Linked DNA regions of Urocitellus parryii: region 2 is linked to region 1. A link is a contact called in public Hi-C data. All regions are on one chromosome and are shown on one strand. The core of a region is the stretch at or near the end of the contact, and the rest is flanking DNA. Distances in the headings are between cores, read along the strand shown.

Region 1 (4,805 bases), core at 979-3,478:
GCAGCATTTAACTTTATATGCCTAGCTTTTACTGAAATGATCAATTAGCCTTGATTCCTACATACATATATAAAGATCTACCTAAACTTTCACCATAGAACAGTCACTGGTAGATGCTATTTCTAATTGTATTCAGAAAATAGTCTTGACATCCAGTTCCAGATCTCAAGAATATCCAGATCCCTTAAAAGTATCTTTAGTTATATCTGGAGAATTAGTAGAATCATATGGAAAGCAGAAACTCCAGTGGAACAAAGTAAAAAAAAATCATCTGTTATTTTAAGTACTTTTTCACACCAAAAAATCCTTACACAATCTGAGATATTAAAAAAAAAAAAAATCCTGAGGTTAACAAGTCACTTTATACCCTTGCTAGTAGATGCTAGAAAAGTCATTCACTTGGCTGATTTCTGAATTAGCCTTTATAAAATTTCTGTGCTCATATGCTCTCGTTAGGAATTATATTCATGTCCTAAACTTACCTTTAATGCATTTTCAGAGGCAGCATCAAAATAGGCAGCAGAAATGTGACCACATGAATTAGATGCTTAAATTTTTATCTAGCAAATTCTCTGTAAGAGTTTTGAAATGAGAAAACTGATTTATGAAGAGGGCCAAAATTAAGCCCCAGATATCTAAACACACCAAAATATCCTTTATTTTTGTATTCCTGACTGTAAAATGATTGTTAACAAAACATTGTGTAAATTTTTGTTTGTCTAAAACATCTGTGATGTAACAAATATCTCTTTGTAAAAATTTTGGTGTCTATCCATATTTGTCATACACAAATGTGGGAAAACCTAGAGTTAATCACATGTAAATGCTTCAGGAGCTAATACTGTTTTCATTCTATTCACATTTTAAAAGTAAATATATCCACTTTTTACTATTGAAAAAAAATCAGAGTATTTTTGAAACTTAACAAATTTCAAGCCAATAGTTTACCCTCCCCTACCAGACTGTCAGGTGAGGTAATGAAAAGATTTTCTGACAGAGGTACAGAAAAGGTGACAGAAGTAGCAAAGGGGGTGGGGGTAAGTAAATTGTGGTTTAATTAAAAAGCAGAGTCTTTCAGAATTAACAAGCAATTAACATGAAATTGAAGAATTCCTATGAGAGTAAGGAAGGTGGGAGAGCTACAAAAAGGTCTCAAAGCCTCAGAGCAAATGGCACAGTGTATCAAAGGATAAAATGCAAAACATGGAAACTCACTGAATGGAGAGGAAAAGGAAAATACGTTTCTAGAGTAGAGAAGTTATTAAAACGTTAAGGATCAGGCCCTGCAGTGTTTTTGTTTTTGCTAGGAAACTGGGGTCTAGGAAAGGATGCATCCCCAAGCAACCGCCCTGAAAATAATGCACTGCCTAATGAGGTAGGGGCCAGGAATAAACAATGGGGGAGGGGAGGTCTGGCTCATTACCTTTATGGAAGATGCTGGTCAGAGGTACTCTGCCTGCTGCTTCTCTAGAGAGTGGACAGACCCCCTTCCTGCTCTCGAGTGTCCTCCGGTCAGTTCACACCTGGAAAACGGAAACCAGTGAGTGGTGCAGTGCCCCAGGGGCGAAGAGAAAAGGGTTCTAAGAAAGAGGGAGCAAAGGAAAAAGCTAGAAAGTGGCAAAGGGCAGGCAGGCAGAAACAGTGATTTTTCCTTCTTCCCAGACCTCTAGGTAGCCCCCTTCCCTTCGGAGGAGGTAACTGACTTTACCTGTTTCCTCAGCTGCTGCTTCTCTTCCTTCTTTCAGCCTCCTCCACACTCACCAACTTCTCCATTGAAGAAACACCCCAGGCAGGGCCGGACACGGGTGTTCCCGATCCTCCTAGGTGCCTCACGGCCCTGGCCCGGAGAGCATCCAGATAGCCGAGTAGGGTAGGGGTGGCTGTCCTGGCCTCCGGGCAGCTTCGGGACAGGGGTGCAGGGAGGAAGTCCCGGCTCGAGGATTGGGGGGGACAGCCCCGGTCCAGGGGCTCGGAGCAGGGGGGCTGTCGCGCTCCGGGCCAGAGGCTTCCAGCTACGGAGGGACTCAGGAGGTCTCGGGACAGCGAGGTCCTAGGTCGTACAGAGTCCGAAGTGCCAGCAGCCGGGTCTCCGGACAGGGGGCTTTCGGGATGCACTTTGCACTGGGCCACCCCCGCCCCCTCCCTCCAGCACTTTGGGGTCACTGGGATGGGACCAATCCTTCAGCAGCCAATCAGCGGCCGCACTAGAGCCTGAGCCCTGAGCCGTAAACCAGGTCCGGGGTGGGAGGGGGTGGGGGGTGGGGGCGACTTGGTTGGTTGGTTGCTTCCTTCTCCCCTCCTTTCCCCAGCAGCCCCCACCCCCTATCTGCCGTAAAGCTGCTTGCGGATTCGCGACAGTTAGGAGAGGCGTGTCGATCGGAGCTAACACTCGTCTCTGATTGGTCTCACTCACTTCCCCTCGGCTTCCCCGCGGAGGCTTCCAAGGCTCCGCCCCTGGCAGAGGGACTCGAAGTGGTTGCTAAGAGACACTGTACACCGAATGGTGGCTGTGCGCATGCGGGAGGAGTGGATTAGCGTATACATTCCGTGAACTACGGTGGCCCTGAAAGAACAGGCGTGAACTTGAATGGCGTTGAGAAGGCCGAGAGGCCTGAGGCAGCTCCCGGACAGGTAACCCCAAGCGGTCGTTGAACTGAGCGACTGGAGAGACGTGTGTACAGCAGAGTGAGGGTCTGGTACCGGAGCTGGGGAGGCAGCAGTCTCCACAAAGTGAGGAGGGAAAGGCCCTGACCCTCCGCCTCTCCTCAGCGCTTCCAGTGCTCAATCTTTGGTGCATCTGTCGGTCTCAGAGACCCGGTGAGCTACCAAGCTGGAGATGCCTCCCGGAGGCTGCAAGATAGCATTGTCTTTGGAACCGCGATGCTGGCTCAAGGGCTTTCCTGAAAGGATAACGATCCTCTCTCTGGTCCACGGTTTCCTGTGAGTGAAGGTAACGGGAGAGTGGGAAACATGTAACATGGGCATATGAAGACGTGTTCATTAAATGCGTTAATTCATTTCGCTAGTACTTACTGGCCAAGCACTGTTCCAGTCTTTGGGGAGACAACAGAAAACAAGAGAAAGGCAATCACTTGTGTTTTCATTTCATCAAGGGAGATTAATACAAGATGATCAGGGACAGTCTATACTAAAAGCAAAATAAGAGGATCGAATTTGCGAGGACGTGATGGGTTGTTTTAGGTAGTCAAGAAGGGTCTTAGAGTGACATTTGAGCAGCAGTCTGAATGACAAAGAGCTAGCCATGTCGGTTGTAGGGGAAGAAATTTGCAGGTAGAGTGAATCAGAAGTACAAAGCTTTTGATGCTGGAATAAGCTTTTCTGTTTACAGGAACTGAAGAAAAAAATCCTTGTAGCTGAAGCAGAGAGTAAAGGGTAGGGGGAGAGCATTGATAAGATTAGAAGGTGTGGGACAGGCTGTGGATCTTGCAGCACCTTGTTTGCTTTGACAGTCTCTTATTTATGTTTGAAAAGACTACTGGCTCCTCAATAGAGAAGACTGGTGGGCCGCTGGATTACAGCAAATATGGTCAGCTGTTATAGTTGTCCAGGCAAGAAATGATGTCTCAGACTAAGGTCACCCAGTACATCAGACATTTGACTCCCACCAGTATCCTCAAAAGTAAAATACCTACTTGATTGTATATGAAGGAAGTATTATAATGTATCGACTACTTTTATGTAATTAGATATATTAGGATATTTTGTGGCAGGTGGGAATCATAACCACTTAAGTTTGTTCTCTCCTGTTTTCTTCTACACTGTCATTCATTTATTCAAGAATACTTGCTTAGTGCCTTCCATGTGAGTCATCTACGTGTTTATGTGGACAAACAGGGCTCAGTTCTGCCCAGAGAAGCTCATAATCAAGTGTGGAGGGAACCAAAGAACCAAAGTTGAGGAGAATGCAGTGAAACAGATACTGTGGTATTAACCTACGGATTATATGGCAGGACTGCCTGATCCTGACTTGCATATGTAAAAGGCTCTCTGAGGGTAATGGTTTCCAAGTTGAAGGTGGAGGGTGGAGGTTGAGTATGATTTAGTCAGAAAAAAATGGGTTACACACAGCCTGGGAGTCTCTTAAGTGCACAATTTCTAGGGACCTTAGAAAAAGCATAGAGCTTAGTTTGTGGTCTCAGAAGTGAGGAGACCCCAATAATTAGATCTCAGAGGACCTGGTAATGCCATGTTTAAAGGGCTTTGACTTTATCCCAAAGAAAGTAAACATTTTTTCAGAAGGCAGTGGATGTAAGGTGGGCCAGATACAACCACTTAGGAAAGAATCTGTTGCAATTGTCTAGGATAAAAGTGGTAAATGCAGCAATGACAGTGAGGCTGGAGGGAAGACGGATGGGGAAGGGTTGGAAGATGCCCAGGTTTCTAGCTTGGGTAACAAGGAAATATAGAAGTCATATTGAACTGAGGAGTGTAGGAGAAAAGCAAGTTTGAGGGAAGAGACAAAGAGTTGAATTTGCCAGGTGGAGGGTTCCAGAAGGTACTTGAGTACAGTCTTGTGACTTGGAGTGGTTCAACTTACCATAAGTATCTGTAGAAATTGTACTTCAAATTGTACTTTGGTCTTTTCCTAGACTGGCAATAATGCAGTCCAGTACTCTCTCAGTGGTGCGCAGTGGCAGTGAGCCACATCCCAGTCAGCCACAGGATCACCAGTGGAAACTACCAGTACTCTACAGCATACTGTATTTTTTTTGGATATTGCATTTTGTGGTTTTGTATCCCATCAAATCTACAAAATGCCAGTCTATGTCTATGCCTCCTATATC
Region 2 (5,069 bases), core at 1,338-3,837, 610 kb before region 1:
AATGACCCCCAAAATAACAAAAAAGGTTCCCAGTGCTGTTAATCAAGAACCCAACAAACATCATTACACTTAATGGACTGTGGTGACACACCTACAAAATCTTAACAACCAGTCTTCTCCCTATCTTTAAAAATAAATTAATGTGAAGAAACTTGTGAGGAGCTTCCAAGGCCTCCACTATTGAACCTGTAGGTGAGGCCGAATGTGCACCTAGGAATCCAGGGATTTCTAGGAATTGGGAAGTTGTGGAAGACAAAATATTATTCCCTTCACATGTTTCTGTACTTTTTATTGGATTTTAGTTTAGGAGAGGAAATAAAGACATGTCCAAAGCAGGTTATGAAATCATTGACTATGTCATGAAATTGAATGTCTACAGGCCTGCAACTTGCCATATTTATGTCTTACTTAAATCATTTTGAATTATGGGGCTGTTGCTGAATTTGGGGGGCTCTGGTGACTCCCCAGCATTTGTGGTCTATAGTCTTACTGGAAACCTCTTTCGATGGTTTTTGAGCCTGTAATTCATGGTTGTATGTTCTGTATTTTTCTCAAGACCATTGCTGGAATCCTGTATTCACTGCATAATCGTATTTTATTTTTGGATGTGGATCACTTCTTGGGAGGGAGTGTGGGGAAGTGAGTAATGAACTATTTTTGACATAAATCACAGAAGTCTAAGAAAGTACTAGTACTCCAAAGAAGAAACAAGAGCGACCACCATTCGGTTAAAAAGAAAGTGCCTGCATTTCTCATAGCTTGGTATTTTAAACTATGTTAATATCTCAGTTATTTGGTCTTATTAGTAATGAAGAGAGACTCAATGATTATCCCCAAATATGCTTAGTTTCTGTCTCGAATTGCTGGGTTCACTTAATTAAATGAGAGCCCCTCAGGCCCAAGAAATACTTTGCTCTTGGGGCTGGGGTTGTGGCTTAGAGATAGAATGCTTGCCTAGCATGCATGAAGCACTGGGTTTGATCCTCAGCGCCACATAAAAACAAAATAAAGGTATTAAAAAAATACTTTGCTCTTAGAGAATTTCATTATGAAACCCCGATAATATATTGGCGACTAAGTACTGATACTTACAAACATTTGTTGAATTGTCACGTTCTCAGTTTGTTGCTTTAACTGAGTTTTCATAAAGGAAATGTATAAAATTTAAAGTCTAGCGTAGAGGAGCAGGTACCCCCAAATCTGTCTTCAGAAATCCAGGACCCTTTTTGTAGATTAACTATTAAAATATTGACAAAGACTCAGATGAACGATACTAATCAGCTATCTGCCCACTAGACTACAAATAATAGTAGTGGTTTGTTGCCCAGAGTATTAACATCTTCTGCCGTTTCTTCAACATCTACTAAATGCTAGTACTGTATGAAGAGCTTGCGCATAAAGTGTGGCTCCTTCCTTCCTCCCTCCCTTCTTTCTTTCAAGGTAACTGAATTCATGGTTAACTCTCCCAGCCTGCACGTCCCAAACGGCTCCCCAGCTGTTGATTCTATACGTGCCGGTTCCTGCCCACAGGACGGCGGGAACAAAGATACAGTGTGGATGGGGCGACGCAGGCAAAGGAGCAGGGAGGTCAGCCGGGCTGACGGGCAGGGCGCGGCAGTGGGGTTTATCCGAGGACAGTGTAGGAGCGAGGAACGTGCGGTTCGTGTAGTTTGGGGCCAAGAAGCCCCTTCTGCAAAACTCGCCCTGGAGATGTCCATTAGCGACGCCCAGGTGCGCAGAGGGACTGCCCGCGGTGGCGCCCACGGAGGCGAGTTCTCCCACCCGGCGCAGTCAGCCTGCGGGCCGGCGGGGGCGTGGCCGCCGGCGCGGATAACGGGCTGCTGGAGCCGGCGTTTGAATAGGCCTGCAGCTCTAGGGCAGACGCGGCCCCACGCCCCCTCCGCCCGGCCGCAAACCGCACCGGCGGGCGGGGCACGTGGGCTTTTTTAATTTTTTTTTTTGATCAAACTTTGGCCACGTGAACCGCCCCCCATTCACTTTTGCGCCAATCGCTCGGCGCGGACGGATCCCGAGAGGGGCCACGGTTCGCAGCCGCCGGAGCCGCTTCATAACGCGCTGTGCGTGACGTGAGGGGCTTCTGTTGCAATGGCGAGTTAAGCCGGAGGATGTGCAGCTGCGACGGCGGCGTCGGCCACGAAGAGGACGGGGGCGGGCGCAGCACAATCCGAGCAGAGCCAGCCGGGGGACGCGAGCTGGGCGGGACAGGGGCTCTGGCCCGGCTGCCACTGCTATCGCCGTCGCGCTGGCCCCGCGCCTCCGCGCGCGAGCGGGAGGAGCCGCCGCCGCCTAGCTCCCGAGCCGCCGCCGGCGCGCTCCGGGCATGGTCCCCTCTTAAAGGCGCAGGCCGCGGCGGTGGGGGCGGGCGTGCGGAACAAAGCGCCGGCGCGGGGCCTGCGGGCGGCTCGGGGGCCGCGATGGGCGCGGCGGGCCCGCGGCGGCCGCGGCGCTGCCCGGGCCGGGCCTCGCGGCGCTAGGACGGGCTGGCCTCCGCAGGCGGGGGCGGCGGGCTGAGGGCGCGGGGAGCCTCGGCGGCGGCAGCGGCCCTGCGGGCGGAGTGGCGCGGGAATGGCCGCGCGCGGCCGGCGCGCCTGGCTCAGCGTGCTGCTCGGGCTCGTGCTGGGCTTCGTGCTGGCCTCGCGGCTTGTCCTGCCCCGTGCTTCGGAGCTGAAGCGAGCGGGTCCGCGGCGCCGCACCAGCCTCGAGGGCTGCCGGCCCGGGCAGGCGGCGGCGGCGGCGGCAGCGTCCCAGGCCGGTGGAGTGCGCGGCAATGCTCGGGGGGCGCAGCTGTGGCTGCACGGCTCGGCCCCGGATGGTGGCCCGCGCGACAGGAACTTTCTCTTCGTGGGAGTTATGACTGCCCAGAAATACCTGCAGACCCGCGCTGTGGCTGCCTACAGGTGAGCCCTTTCTTTCTGGGTACAGCCTCCCGCATTCTGCATCCAGGTGCGCCACATTACCTGTTCAGTGGCTCCTGCCCTTGTCTAGACTCGAGGCTCCCAGACTTTTTGGAGGATCCAGGTGTTCTTCTCAGGAGATGACCGACATTGGCAGCTGATGTCATGAGCGGCGGGATAGCGAGCACAAGGCTCAGGAGCCCTGCTCTGGGGTCGGATGGACTAGGATGACTCTGTGGGTGTGCCTCGTCCTAACCTTTTGCAAGGCACTTCAGCTTTCCGTGTCCAAGCTTCCTCCTTTGTTAAATGGGCCTGACTAAATGCGTCTGTCTCTTGAGGTTGTAGGTTGTAGGAAAATTCATAGCCCAGTACCTGTGGTAGTGGTGGCAAGTGAGGTTATAATTTGATTCTCTAAAATGAGCACATTTGCTCTTGCACAGCTAGAGCTCATATAAGTTAATCTGGCTAGAGATTTTCCATAGCATACTTCTAGATTTCACAGTTGAAGGCACTCCGGTGAACGAAAGGGGGTGCCCACTGTGCACTTGACCACACCGGTCTGAAAAGCAGAGAGAAAAAGAACTTTGGAGAAAAAAAATAATTTCCCATGATAGATTCCGTGGAAGGCAGCATTCCCGCGTTCTTTAGCTCATCAGTTATGGTACATGAATGTTATCCAGTAACTGAAGCCTAGTTGGCTAAATGAGTCATAAAAGTGGCTGTAGTCATGTTAAGGATTAACAAAGGGATTAGCCAAAGCAGTCTTTAGAAAGGAGATGATGATTTTGGAATGGCCGGCATGGTTAGAATCAGATTTGTAGTGGAGTGAATTTAAAGTAGGAGAGGGATGTACACTCAGTAAAGGGATTTGGTGGAAACTTTATGTGTGAAATATAGAAAACACTGGAGTTCATCAGGCCACAAAAACAAGCCAGTGTCAGGAATGATTTTAGAGCTCGAATGTTTTGGGAATGAACTTTTAGATCAGTCAGTACTGAACAAGGCTATAATAGTTGCCGGGGGTTTTGTTATGTTTTTTTTTTTTCTTTTTCTTTTTTTTTTTTCTGTTTTAAATGCCTTTGTAACTTCAGCTTTTAAATCCAGTACTGCTCTTTTATGTTTTCAAGCATTAGATATTGTAATGGGACTAGCATATACAGATCTTTCCTTCCTTTTAAAGGAGGAAGTATTGAGAAACAAGGTCAAAGAGCTTGACTGCCCTTTGAATGACTTAATCCCCATTCCTACATGTTTCCATTATCTTGTTGAAGTCCAGACTCCACATTCTGCCAGGAATAGTTCTGAGCAGATGAAAAGCTTCAAATTTAGGTATTGTACCACAAAAATGGAATCCCAATTAGAATGTTATACTCCATATATGTGTAATACATCAAAATATAGTCTATTGTCATGTATATCTAAATAGAACAAGTAAAAAGAATTTAGGTGTTATAACTATAGACTAATACATCAGTTTGGGAGCTATCAGATCAGGTTCTCTTCTAGGTGTACCATGATTTACTTGGGGTTTTATACTCTTTGTCCAGAGAAACATCCACATCAGAAATTGGTGAGTCCACATGACTACAGTTTGATGGCTGACCATGTGAAATCACAGTTCTAGGGACAATTACCATAGTAGTTTGTCCGATGCCCCCAATAAATACCAGCATACTCAAAATGTAATGCAATCCAGAATTACTAGTTTACCCTCCATGATAGTTTCCCAAAGTCCATGCTTGACATTCTGACTTTTGGTTTCTTGTCCACATCTCCTACCTCCTTTTTGTTTAAAACACACACACACACACACACACACATTAAGATTTTGTTTATTTTCTTATAGGCAGTTGGGGAAAGTAAAAACACAGTTTGCCCTCTGGCCAGGGTTCTTCCTTCTTTGAGATATCTGCTTTTCTGAGAAATGAAGACCCCTACCAGAGGTTTGCAGTCATTCCTTCAACTTTCTTGCATAGCTTTTATTTCTCTAATTTGAAAAACTCGGCATACTTGGAGTCTAAGGGTGGGCCTACCTTACCAGTTAGAGTGTCTGCCCCTCCTGTCTACCCTGTGTTTAGATTGGCTTCAGGAGATGGCACAAGACAATTTTAGCCTTAAGGAACTTTCAGGGAAGGCCTGAATTGGGATGGAGTT

What was found. A called contact is a pair of places that touch in the nucleus more often than the background predicts.
Region 2: a contact with region 1 is called in a Hi-C map of muscle, with 8 times the contacts expected there. The contact joins the promoter of Chsy1 here to the promoter of Asb7 in region 1. A contact is called at or near these places in 2 of 2 Hi-C or Micro-C datasets (liver and muscle).

What each region holds. Positions count from the first base shown.
Region 1 is chr6:146,767,749-146,772,553 of mUroPar1.hap1, reverse strand. Asb7 (ankyrin repeat and SOCS box containing 7) reads right to left here and starts at 2,228. Exons shown (of 6, transcript XM_026394726.2): 1 at 1,709-2,228; 2 at 1,424-1,523. It overlaps Lins1 (lines homolog 1), which reads left to right and starts at 2,570. Exons shown (of 7, transcript XM_026394739.1): 1 at 2,570-2,940.
Region 2 is chr6:147,373,899-147,378,967 of mUroPar1.hap1, reverse strand. Chsy1 (chondroitin sulfate synthase 1) reads left to right here and starts at 2,587. Exons shown (of 3, transcript XM_026394712.2): 1 at 2,587-2,918. The coding sequence starts at 2,587.